3 separate regions of the Macaca mulatta genome follow, and regions 2 and 3 are each linked to region 1. A link is a contact called in public Hi-C data. All regions are on one chromosome and are shown on one strand. Each heading gives the region's core, a stretch centred on a gene start, on an enhancer-like site or on the middle of the called end of the contact. The rest is flanking DNA. Distances are from core to core; before and after follow the strand shown.

Region 1 (4,308 bases), core at 1,270-3,769:
ACTTAATCTGTCCCTGCTGCACTTCCCTCTTCTGTAAAATGAGGATAAATAGGCCGGGCGCGGTGGCTCAAGCCTGTAATCCCAGCACTTTGGGAGGCCGAGATGGGCGGATCACGAGGTCAGGAGATCGAGACCATCCTGGCTAACACGGTGAAACCCCGTCTCTACTAAAAAATACAAAAAACTAGCCGGGCGCGGTGGCGGGCGCCTGTAGTCCCAACTACTCGGGAGGCTGAGGCAGGAGAATGGTGTGAACCCGGGAGGCGGAGCTTGCAGTGAGCTGAGATCCGGCCACTGCACTCCAGCCTGGGCGGCAGAGCGAGACTCCGTCTCAAAAAAAAAAAAAAAAAAAAAAAAAAATGAGGATAAATAACCGTACTTACCTTGTAGTGTTCTGGTGAGGATTCAAAGGGTCACTGGTAAGACATGGTAAGCTCATAGTGAGGCTTGAATTAATACATGCAGGCACATAGTAACTATCAAGCCCCATAAGCAACATTCACTGTTACTGTCATCCTTTTGTATCACAACAGAACAGATAGTGCTAGGAGCCACAAGAAAGATACAAATAAACTATTAGAACAATGTTGAAGGGGTGGTGATTTCCAGCTAAGGGGAAGAGACAGCATTTGAATTCGGCCTTAGAAGGTGACTGGTGGTTTCATGAGCTAAATTATGTTTCCCCAAAATTCATGTGTTGAAGCCCTAATCCCCAGGGCCTCAGAATGTGAATTTAGGCCGGGCACGGTAGCTCACTCCAGTAATCCCAGCACTTTGGGAGGCCGAGGTGGGTGGATCACTTGAGGTCAGCAGTTCGAGACCGGCTTAGCCAACATGGTGAAAACTCAGTCTCTACTAAAAATGCAAAAATTAGCTGGGCGTGGTAGGGCGTGCCTATAATCCCAGCCACTCAGAAGGCTGAGGCAGGAGAATCACTTGAACCCAGGAGGCGGAGGTTGCAGTGAGCCAAGATTGTGCTATTGCACTCCAGCCTGGGCAATAAAAGGAGACTCAGTCTTGGAAAAAAAAAAAAAAGAAAAGAAAAGAAAGAAATCTGTGCTATAGTAATATATGGGCTTCTTAACATAGTTCTACTTGTGAACTTAATAAGTAATATAATTTAAAGGAAGTGTGTGTAAATAATGTCTGGAGACATCTGCATCAACTGTAATGTAATATGAAGCCATCTATGATTTCTATTAGTGACCAAGTCACAAGTACTGCTAATGCCACTGTGGTCTGTTGCCTACATTCGTAAATAAAGAAAGCATTAAATTTCATTAAATTTGGTGGAAATAAAGTTGTATTTTCCCATTCAAGTTCATGGGATCCTCTGAATTCTATACATGGACTCTTGTGGACTCCAGGTTAAAAACCCTTTCTGTGATCCATTGGTGCAAAAATGCTTGAGGTGACTGCAAATATACGTGGAGGTTTTTGCTTTTATTTATTTACTTTTTCCTTTTTGAAATGGAGTTTTGCTCTTGTTGCCCAGGCTGGAGTGCAGTGGCGCTCGGCTCACTGCAACCTCCGCCTCCCGGGTTCAAGCAATTCTCCTGTCTCAGCCTCCCGAGTAGCTGAGATTACAGGCGCCGACCACCACGCCTGGTTAAAGTTTTTGTATTTTTAGTAGAGACAGGGTTTCACCATGTTGGCCAGGCTGGTCTCCAACTCCTGACTTCAAGTAATCCGCCCGCCTAGGTCTACCAAAGTGCTGGGATTACAAGCGTGAGCCACCACGCCCGGCTTATTTTTATATTTATTTTATTTATTCATCAAAAATGAAAGGTTTTTGCTTTTAAACGGGGAAAAGGATTAAAACGGGGAACACTAGCATCCCAAACGCATGTCATTAATTATTGTACAGCTTGCCAAAGGCGGGATACAATGTCAGGCTGGACTTCTTAGCAGCCAAGGAAGAGGTTCTGTCCCTAACTTTCTGAGTTGAAAACTTTGATTGGCAACCTTTCGCCTAGTCGAAAACCCCAAGTGTCTAGGCTTACATAAGCGTCCACGTGGTCCAACCCCCTCTAACTTCTCCTGCTTCCTCCGACACGACTGTCCCTTCCCACACCTTCCAGCCAGGCCGGAATGACTCGTAGCCCTCCGGGAAAATGGCACTTGCTCTTCGCCTGCCCAGCTCCGATCCGGCGTTCCCAGTCCCAGGCGCCCGGAGGTGACGGTCGCTTCCCCTGCCCTCTCTTAGGGTTAGTCCCGCCCAATCGACTCCTTAGGTTTTCGGAAGGGCTTCTACTTTGGCATTTATCACGGGCTGTCTGCCTCACTTGCAAAGCAGGGTGCCCCTAGCACACTGCCGGGCCTCTCGGGGAACCCACTTAGGGAAGCGAAGCAAAGCGAATTGCATTTGGCAGGAACCAGCGCTCTTTCCCACGGCGCCATGGGAGCGCACCGGTGGGCACAGAAGGCACTAGGAAGAGGCGGTCGGCGAATAGCGTCACCTCCTAAGCTCCGCCCATCAGAAGCGCCTTCTAAGCTCGTTCTTCCGCCTGCTTCCCCCCTCTTTTCCTTTCTCCGCCATCGTGGTGTGTTCTTGCCTCCACTTCTCGCCATGGTAAGTCCATCGGTCCCCATCGGTCCCCATCGGCCCCCATCGGCCCCAGGGTGGCTTCCCAAACACCCGAGGCCGCTGCCACGAAATGCCTGGGCCGCGCGGGGCGTCGAGGCGCTGGTGCCTTTTAAAGGCTTTTTCAAGAAAAGCTCCAGTTCGGCCACTGTTGTCTTCCTCGGCCTGGAGGGAAGCTAATGAGCCAGCGAGCAACCTGGAGAGGGGCGGGCTGCGCTGCGGCCGCGGATTCAAGGGGACTCTTTCTTTGCCGGGCCGCTGCCGAGTCGGCAGGGATTCCGGTTTCCCTTCGCTTGTAGCGAACTCTGGTTCTGGAGGCGAGGGTTGGGAGGTAGCAGCCACCCCCGAAATCGTGACCTGACTGTGGGCTGCCCGTGGCACGCGCAACGTGGAGGGCAATCAGGAGGGTAATGTGGGCTACTGGTTTTCGAAAAGGGTTTAAGCTTGGCGTGGAGAAGCGAACCACATTTTTAGATCCCAGGACTTTTGTTTAGAGGACGTTTATTCAGAGACTTGAGCGTCACCCCGTGGAAGCGCCTAGAACAAGGGGTGTTTTGTGAACCCGTATGTCATTCTGGCCTTCTTAGTAAATAGCAGTAGCGAACTAGTCACTCTTTACTGGGAAATGTGAAATGTTGATTTACAGATGTGGAGGCGATAAGTACTGATATTTTGTCACTTGTCAAGTAATAGTTTATTACTTGACAAGATTTACAACTGCTACTGTGGGGGGGGGGCCGTGTAATCTTTGCCTTCTTTGTATTGGCTCCCATTATTATGCAAGGGTATGTTCTTTCAGGTTGGCCAGGCATTCAACCTGCATCCGTGCCCTTTTTGCGAGATTATTCTGTAGATTTGGGGGAGTATTGGGGTTGGCCTTAGATGACTGAAGTTCTTTATGAAAGCCAAAAGATGCAACTAGAAACTGAGACAGTCATCCTCGGAAAAGTGACATTTCATTTCTTTTTAAATTTAAAAGTTTATTTTTGTAGCAGTGAAAATTAGCAGTAGGGATAGAGTTACGATTAATACCGAAATGGTGAGTAGATCCTCTGAACCTCAGCAGGGACTTTCCCTAAGTCTTAATTACCCTCCCAATGACACTTGAAAAGTATGTACCCCTATTTTACAAAGTAGAGCACTGAGATTCGTTGACTTGCAAATGGTAGATGGTTCTGTTTGACTCAAAGCTGTGTTCTTCCCAGGAAGCCAAGTTCCCTCGCCATTCCCAGTGTGGTCGTCTGAGTCCTTGGGGGACCGCAGGGTAAACTGAAAGGTAGCCTCTGGCTGTGGAGCAGAGAGGACCTGGGTTTCAATTCTGGTTCTGCACATTGATGCTCTGATTTTGTGCATGTTTCTTAACCTCCTGATTCCACTTATTTAATTTGAACAATAGAAACTGTGGTATCTGCCTCCAGAGAAGTTGTGAGGGTCAGAGACTTGCTTGGTTTGATGGCTTAGCGTTGAGAAGATTTTGGGGCTGGGGTATGTGTTAAGCACTCAAATGTTGGTTTGAAGGAGTTCTTGACTTTGAATCATTCAGGCAGTCTCTAATATCAATGTCTAAATTGATTGCATTTTCTTCCCAGTCTTCTCACAAGACTTTCAGGATTAAGCGATTCCTGGCCAAGAAACAAAAGCAAAATCGTCCCATTCCCCAGTGGATTCGGATGAAAACTGGAAATAAAATAAGGTAAGACCTCCATCATACTGCTTGTATTTTG
Region 2 (4,308 bases), core at 776-3,275, 96 kb before region 1:
TTTTTTGAACGTATTTTTATAACCTTAGGTAGAAAAGGCCTTTGTATGGGAGACATAAAAACTCAGAATGCAGAGCAACAAAACATGATAAATTGAATATCAAAATTTAAAACTACCTGATGAAAAACATCATAAAGTGAAAAAGACAAACAGCAGACTGGGAAAAATGTTTGTCATATATAAAACAGACAAAAAATTAAAAGTCTAGAATATATAAAGAACTATAGATTGAAAAGAAAAAAGACAAAACAATAGAACAGGCAAAGGATATAGGCAACAATCCACAGAATAAGAAATATATGACAGTAAGAAAAACTAAAAAAAATAAGAAACATAAAAGATTAAATATGTAAAAAGATGCCAACCTCACTAGTAGACAAGAAAATGCTAGTTATATATTAGCATTGTATGACCCTTGGCAAGGCATTACCAGAACCCACCTCAACCCTGGCAGAAGGCTGGCATCAGAGTGGCTTCTTACCTTTGACACATAGTGACGATTAACTCCAGAGATGCGCCTATCTCTTTCCATCAGATTCCAGTGATACCCAAAATGAGCAATCCTTTTTTCCTTCAAATAAGAGACAATTATTGTTGCAGTTTATAAAAGTGAGTGACCCAGTTGATGGATATTACAATTTTTAGAAGGGACATTCTAGAGAAATGGAATCATCATTCAAATAAAAATGCAAATTAGTAGTACAAGAACAGAATCTCCTAAATAAAATCAGACCACTACACTTTAGGATTAAGTTGGTGACCGTGACTTCTTACACTATTTTAACCAACATGAATTTCTTTTCCTTTTTAAAAAAAAGAAAAAAAAAAGAAATATCTAGTTGTTGCCTTTTGGGACACTAAGAAACAACAGCTGTAGATCACACGTGGACAATCACAAATTCAAAAAGTAAATAAATTTATACTCTGTACTCTAGAGATGATGTGAAGGGCTAAGAGGGGAAAATGAATCCTGATGTAAAACACAAGACCTTGCAGTAAATTCCTAAACGCTTGCAAGAGAAAGTGGGGAATAAAAAAGTCAAGGGTGGCCGGGAGCGGCGGCTCACGCCTGTAATCCCAGCACTTTGGGAGGTCAAGGCGGGTGGATCACCTGAGGTCAGAAGTTCGGGACCAGCCTCGCCAACATGATGAAACCCCGTCTCTACCAAAATAAATAAATAAATAGCCGGGCGTGGTCCCGGCTACTCAGGAGGGTGAGGCAGGAAAATCTTTTTTTTTTTTTTTTTTTTTTTTTGAGACGGAGTTTCGCCCTTGTTGCCCAGGCTGGAGTGCAGTGTCGCGATCTCGGCTCACTGCAACCTCCGCCTCCTGGGTTCAAGCGATTCTCCTGCCTCAGCCTCCCGAGTAGCTGGGATCACAGGCATGCGCCACCACGCTCCACTAATTTTGTATTTTTAGTAGAGATGGGGTTTCCCCATGTTGGTCAGGCTGGTATCGAACTCCCGACCTCAGGTGATCCGCCCGCCTCGGTCTCCCAAAGTGCTGGGATTACAGGCGTGAGCCACCGCGCCCAGCCAGGAGAATCTCTTGAACCCGGAAGGCGGAGGTTGCAGTGAGGGATTCTCAGGCTTGAGCCACCTCTTCTAATCTACCTTTCCGGCCCCCGCGTCGCTACTCTGCCCTAAGGCCCACTTTGATACACCCAGAAACGCTGTTTTTCACCAGAGCAGGATGTGGTTTCTACCGCGCTTCGTTTCGCAAGCCTCGGCTTCTAGGCAACCGGAAGAAAATAGAGGGCCGGCCTCGGAGAGAGGGTCCGCAGGCTGACGGACTCTCTGCCCACCATCCTTTTCAGAAATCAGCCAGTGGAGTCAGCCCCCGGGCCCAGGAAGCCGCCTTACCTTGCCCCCGTTAGTGAACCTCTGGATGTACGCAGTAGCCAGTCCTGGAATAAACAAGCACACGCCCATGGCGGCGAGTCCGGGGAGAATCTCGAACCACATCTCTGCCCCGTTATCTAGGCCAAAACCCTACTTCTGGGTCCTTGAAAGGTGACCGGGCTTCGGCTCCCTTCCCAGTAAGCCCCGCGGCCGCCCGCGAGCGGGGCGGTGCCACGTACGGCTCCGGAGGAAGCGACGGGATCTGCCAGGGCTCAAGAGAGGCTGGCGCTCGCGCTCTCGCAGTTCTCTTCCGTCAGTGTCTTTTGCTTCGACTCCCGGCGGAGCGCGCGACGTGGAGTAACGCGCAGAGGCCAAGTGCAACCCAGGCAGCGACGGCCGTTTCGGAGCTCGGGACTCTAAAATGGCAGAGCAGTTTTCTCCAGGGAAGACGGCGGATCAGGTGTGCACCTTCCTTTTCAAAAAGCCTGGGCGGAAAGGGGCTGCTGGACGCAGAAAGCGCCCGGCCTGCGACCCAGAGCCCGGAGACAGCGGCAGCAGTAGCGACGAAGGCTGCACTGTGGTTCGACCGGAAAAGAAGCGGGCGACTCACAATCCAATGATACAGAAGACTCGTGACAGTGGTAAACAGAAGGCAGCTTACGGCGACTTGAGCAGCGAGGAGGAGGAGGAAAATGAGCCCGAGAGTCTCGGCGTGGTTTATAAATCCACCCGCTCGGCGAAACCCGTGGGACCAGAGGATATGGGGGCGACAGCTGTCTATGAGCTGGACACAGAGAAAGAGCGCGATGCACAAGCCATCTTTGAGCGCAGCCAGAAGATCCAGGAGGAGCTGAGGGGCAAGGAGGATGACAAGATCTATCGGGGAATCAACAATTATCAGAAATACATGAAGCCCAAGGATACGTCTATGGGCAATGCCTCTTCCGGGATGGTGAGGAAGGGCCCCATCCGAGCGCCCGAGCATCTACGTGCCACGGTGCGCTGGGATTACCAGCCCGACATCTGTAAGGACTACAAAGAGACTGGCTTCTGCGGCTTCGGAGACAGCTGCAAATTCCTCCATGACCGTTCAGATTACAAGCATGGGTGGCAGATCGAACGTGAGCTTGATGAGGGTCGCTATGGTGTCTATGAGGATGAAAACTATGAAGTGGGAAGCGATGATGAGGAAATACCATTCAAGTGTTTCATCTGTCGCCAGAGCTTCCAAAACCCAGTTGTCACCAAGTGCAGGCATTATTTCTGCGAGAGCTGTGCACTGCAGCATTTCCGCACCACCCCGCGCTGCTATGTCTGTGACCAGCAGACCAATGGCGTCTTCAATCCAGCGAAAGAATTGATTGCTAAACTAGAGAAGCATCGAGCTACAGGAGAGGGTGGTGGTGCTTCCGACTTGCCAGAAGACCCCGATGAGGATCCAATTCCCGTTACTTAGCTGTCTGATAATTCTTAAATTTAAAAAATAAATATTTTGTTCTTTTGGAAGTCTTAATTCGTGTCCTTCCTTTGTAGAGACAGTGACAGAGAAGGCGGGTGGTGAAGTAGGGTCCTGGATTAAAAACCTCAAGGTAGGTATAATCAGGATTTTTAGCCCTAGGATAACCATTTTGCCTGTGTTTCTTTTCAGAACATTTTGGCATCAATTATAGGGGTGGGAGTAGTTTGAGAAAAGAGCTATAATTTGCTTGAAGTAGCCAAAGCTATGACGAAAGTAAGAACTCTGAGCCTGTTTATCATATCACATTTCTGTATCACTTAATGGTTTACAAAGTACTTTCATGCATTCTTTCTCTTGGGAGCCTGTACTACAAAATATACCGGAGCCAAGGTGTTGGGGAGAGGGGTTGCGTTTGGGGAATTGGTAGCTAGTACCACAGGCTTCACATATGGGAAATGTTCCTTGCTGTCTGGGTTATTTATTTATTTATTTATTTATTTATTTATTTTTGAGACGGAGTCTCGCTCTGTTGTCCAGGCTGGAGTGCAATGGCGCTATCTCAGCTCACTGCAACCTCCGCCTCCCGGGTTCAAGCGATTCCCCTGCCTCAGCCTCCCGCGTAGCTGAGACTACAGGCGCTTGCCACCACGCCCAGCTAATTTTTTGTATTTTTAGTAGAGACGGGGTTTCACCATATTAGCCAGGATGGTCTCCATCGCCTGAACTCGTGATCCGCCCACCTCGGCATCCGCCCACCTAGGCCTCCCAAAGTGCTGGGATCACAGGCGTGAGCCACCGTACCCGGCTCCCTTGCTGTCTTGGAAGCAGCTATAGTTAACCCCCTCTTCCATGGATGATAAAAGTATCTGTGCTTAGCTATCCAAGTGTGATAGACACTAGCCTCATGTGACTGTTGAGTACTTGAAATGTGGCTGACCACTGTATTGGACATTGCTATTGTAGACTGAACTTGTGAACCTGCAAAGGGCAAAAACATAGTATTTTATC
Region 3 (4,308 bases), core at 500-2,999, 69 kb before region 1:
AGGGTTTCACCAAGTTGGTCAGGCTGGTCTTGAACTCCTGATCTCAGGTGATCTGCCTGCCTCGGCCTCCCAAAGTGCTGGGATTACAGGCATGAGCCACCACGCCCAGCTAATTTTTTGTGTTTTTAGTAGAGACGGGGTTTCGCCAAGTTAGCCAGGCTGGTCTCGAACTCCTGACTTCAGGTGATCCATCCGCCTTGGCCTCCTAAATTGCTGGGATTATAGGCGTGAGCCACCACGTCCGGCCGACTGAAGTGCTTTCTATCATTGTGGTTTTACCTTTTCTAAAATTTCATATAAATGGAATTGTACAACATGTACTCTCTTGGTGTCTGGATTCTGTCACTCAACATAATCACTGTGAGATTCACTTATGTTGATGCGTATATCAATAGTTAATTTTTATTGCTGAGTGGCATTGCATTCTATGGCTGTACCATATTTTGTTTTATCCCTTTGCCTGTTGAGAACATTTGGATTGTTTCCAGTTTGGAGTTATTATAAATAATGTAAAATTGGCCCTTTTTAAGTGAAGAGGGTGATCACAACTAAATCAAATTGGGTTTTATTTTTATTCCCTTCCCTGTGGGACATCAGTACCTGGGGAGAATGATCCTTTTGTAAAATAAGGTGATGAAAACAAATCTCGTATATTTTGGTCATATTACTCCTTTTTTTTTTTTTTTTTTGAGACGGAGTCTCGCTCTGTCACCCGAGCTGGAGTGCAGTGGCCGGATCTCAGCTCACTGCAAGCTCCGCCTCCCGGGTTTACGCCATTCTCCTGCCTCAGCCTCCCAAGTAGCTGGGACTACAGGTGCCCGCCACCTCGCCCGGCTAGTTTTTTGTATTTTTTAGTAGAGACGGGGTTTCACCGTGTTAGCCAGGATGGTCTCGATCTCCTGACCTCGTGATCCGCCCGTCTCGGCCTCCCAAAGTGCTGGGATTACAGGCTTGAGCCACCGCGCCCGGCCCATATTACTCCTTTAAATATCAGTATCTTGTGTTTATTTATTATTATCCTTCTTTTTTAGATACAGGGTCTCGCTCTGTCGCCCAAGCTGGAGTGCAGTGGCGCGATCATGGCTCACTGCAGCCTCGAATTCCTGGGCTCAAGATCCTCCCTTCTCAGCCTTCCCTAGCAGCTGGGAATACAGGCGCGCGCCACTGAACTCGGCTAATATTGTAGTGTTTACTAAGTATCTGTAAATCCTAATCAATATAAGGAAAATAAATTTTTTTAAATGTTAGGCTCTTTCTTTGAGTTGTAGGAAAATAAATTCTAAAGCCTCTGAATTCAAAGACAAAATATACAAGTCGCTCCCCTAGTGAGGCAAAATTTGGACGGCATTGAGTTTATCCGATGGAAACTAAGCGTGCAGAACGTATCTTTCGACCTGAAAAACTCTGAAGATGAAAGGATTCGATTTACTTACAAACAGGGACCCTGAGATACCTCTGGCTCCTGAACGCCCAACAAAAGCGGGCAGCTGCTTTGCATGCCGGGACTTGTAGTCCCCGACAGAGTCACTTCAAGATGGCGGAGTTGCTAATGACGCGCGAAGGGGCGGGCCCAGAGGGAGTCTGCGCCGCGAGGGGATTGGGTGACACAGGAACTTGGCGGGCGGGAAGTAAAAACCAGGTGTTAAAACCTTTGCACTGGGAAAGGCCCAAGTCTCGCGAGAGCTTGGCAGGCCCCAGTGGAACGTGGGGCCCGACTTATCATAAGGGGCATTTGTTGGGGGCGGAGCTTTGACGGGAGCTTCCCTGGAGCCGTTGGTGCCCGGGGTAGCCCCGTTCCGGCCGAGCCGCTTCAGCGGGGGACGTAGCCATGAAGGAAGAGAAGGAGCACAGGCCTAAGGAGAAGCGAGTAACCTTGTTAACCCCCGCCGGGGCCACAGGCAGCGGTGGTGGGACCTCGGGGGACAGCTCCAAGGGGGAAGATAAGCAGGATCGCAACAAGGAGAAGAAAGAAGCGCTGAGCAAGGTGCCCGGTCGGCCGCTGGCCCGGGAGAGGGCGGGACGGGTCCGCAGCGCGGGGAGGATGGCTGGGAATGGGGCCGGCCCCTTTCTCTCTCAGGTTCCCCTTCTTCTCTTCGCCTGAATGGAAGTCGCACCATCCTGGTTTATCCTTTCTCCCGAAATGGGGAGAGCCCCTCCCGGCCAAATCCTGGGTAGGGGTGAGGAAAAGGGGGGACTCCCCAAACGGGAAGGGTTTAGGTCAGAGCTGTGAGGTGATAATGGGAAGAGAGAGCGACGGTATAAAGAATGAGGAACTAAAGGTGTAATTGGGGAGAAATATTAAATACTGAAGGAGACATGAGGGATGGCAATATTATTCATGGAGGCGAGTTGGGGGAGAGTTCAGGGTGATTAATGGTACGGGAGGGTAGATCGAGAGCATACTATTTTGAGAGCAATGGGTGGATTTTTTGTATTCGTTAGAGTTTTGAATTCTTAAGTTCAATGGGCAAGGATTTTGTTTTAAGATGTGTTGGACGTGGGAGAAACTTGTTACTAAATCAAGATTTCGTGGCACCCACAAAGACCAGGGTTGGCTTACTAATTTCTTGCCACTAGATCTGTTAAAAAATGGGTGATCGAAAATGATGCACAAACCTGGTAAACTGCAGGGCTGCTGTAAAGAGCAAAACCTGAGATTTTTCCCTGCTCCAGGTGGTTCTCATTTCCAAGCGTTTTTTTTTTTTTTTTAACCGCGTTACTATTATCTTTGACTACTTCTGAGCATTGGGCTGCAGAATATTTTCTCCTGGGTTTTTACAAGTGATCTCATATTTTAAAAAGCCCAGTCTTCTTCAGGAACTGTGATTCTTTCAGGTATGAGAGAAAATTGATTTTTACTAATTTTATTTTCCTTATGCATTTCTTAAGGTGGTAATTCGAAGATTACCTCCCACTTTGACCAAGGAGCAGCTTCAGGAACATCTTCAACCTATGCCTGAGCATGATTATTTTGAGTTTTTTTCTAATGATACGAGGTAAAAAAAAAAAAAAAAAAAAAGGAAAGGGGTAAATGAAAAAGGTTTCTTTCACTCTTTTTATCCTACTGTTTTCCATTTAATTTTTGAGCTTGTCTTTAATATATGCATACTTGTAATTGGGCCAGACACCTGCAAATACATTTACATAATTGCTTTCCTCTCTGCAGTTTGTATCCTCATATGTATGCCAGAGCATACATCAACTTTAAAAACCAAGAGGACATTATTTTGTTCAGGGATCGCTTTGATGGTTATGTATTCCTTGACAATAAAGGTGAGTTCTGGTAACTGAAATAAAAAGGGAATTTCTTTGTCATTCTTTGTCATTTGTATGTTTAAGACAGTGTGTGCATTGCGTTGCTTCCTGGGTGATAAAATGTGCAACATTTAAGTAAAGAGTTTTACACATTTGATAAGCTTGTTGCAGTCTTATAAATAGACATGTGACTTTTCACAGTCCTTGGTTACTTTTATTAACTTACTATTTTTTTAATTTGATCAACTGAGTGAAATTGCAACTGTTTTCTCCTCGTGTGACAAATTTTTTGCCCTGGCTTAAACCTGCTGTTTTGACTATAGAGTTTCAGCTGCAGTACTGATAAGTGACTCTTAAACTTGTTTGATAAATTTTAAATATTTACTTCTTATTTTGCTTCAAAGACAAACATTTATTTAATTCAAATCCATTAAGCCAACAGTTCCCAGTTGGGATACTGTTGAACATTCTCACAAAGTTGTATATAATTAAAACATGAAACTTGATACATTGGCCGAGCACGGTGGCTCACACCTGTAATCCCAGCACTTTGGGAGGCCGAGGCGGGCAGATCACGAGGTCAGGAAATCGAGACCATCCTGGCTAACACAGTGAAACCCCGTCTCTACTAAAAATACAAGAAATTAGCCGGGCATGGTGGCGGGTGCCTGTAGTCCCAGCTACTCGGGAGGCTGAGGCAGGAGAATGGCGTGAACCCAGGAGGCGGAGCTTGCAGTGAGCGGAGATCGCGCCACTGCACTCCAGCCTGGGCGACAGAGCAAGACTCCGTTCCAAAAAAAAAAAAAAAAAAACTTGATACATCTCGGCCCGGTGCGTGGCTCTCGCCTGTAATCCTGTAATCCCAGCACTTTGGGATGCCGAGGCAAGTGGATCACGAGGTCAGGAGATCGAGACCAGCCTGGCCAACATGGTGAAACCCCGTCTCTACTAAAAATACTAAAAAAAATTAGCCGAACGCGGCGCCTGTAATCCCAGCTACTCAGGAGGCTGAGGCAGAAGAATCGCTTGAACCCGGGAGGCAGAGATTGCAGT

Evidence for each region. A called contact is a pair of places that touch in the nucleus more often than the background predicts.
Region 2: a contact with region 1 is called in a Hi-C map of liver, with 4 times the contacts expected there. The contact joins the promoter of NDUFA1 here to the promoter of RPL39 in region 1. A contact is called at or near these places in 2 of 14 Hi-C or Micro-C datasets (blood and liver).
Region 3: a contact with region 1 is called in a Hi-C map of liver, with 6 times the contacts expected there. The contact joins the promoter of UPF3B here to the promoter of RPL39 in region 1. A contact is called at or near these places in 2 of 14 Hi-C or Micro-C datasets (blood and liver).

What each region holds. Positions count from the first base shown.
Region 1 is chrX:126,269,071-126,273,378 of T2T-MMU8v2.0, reverse strand. RPL39 (ribosomal protein L39) reads left to right here and starts at 2,519. Exons shown (of 3, transcript NM_001267538.2): 1 at 2,519-2,572; 2 at 4,174-4,277. The coding sequence starts at 2,570.
Region 2 is chrX:126,364,395-126,368,702 of T2T-MMU8v2.0, reverse strand. NDUFA1 (NADH:ubiquinone oxidoreductase subunit A1) reads right to left here and starts at 2,025. Exons shown (of 3, transcript NM_001257292.1): 1 at 1,863-2,025; 2 at 482-571. The coding sequence starts at 1,964. It overlaps RNF113A (ring finger protein 113A), which reads left to right and starts at 2,048. Exons shown (of 1, transcript NM_001198701.1): 1 at 2,048-3,404. The coding sequence starts at 2,263. The coding sequence ends at 3,297. It overlaps LOC144338809 (a long non-coding RNA gene), which reads left to right and starts at 569. Exons shown (of 2, transcript XR_013413197.1): 1 at 569-1,071; 2 at 1,536-2,033.
Region 3 is chrX:126,336,839-126,341,146 of T2T-MMU8v2.0, reverse strand. It overlaps UPF3B (UPF3B regulator of nonsense mediated mRNA decay), which reads left to right and starts at 1,749. Exons shown (of 10, transcript NM_001266737.1): 1 at 1,749-1,984; 2 at 2,890-2,996; 3 at 3,167-3,273. The coding sequence starts at 1,829.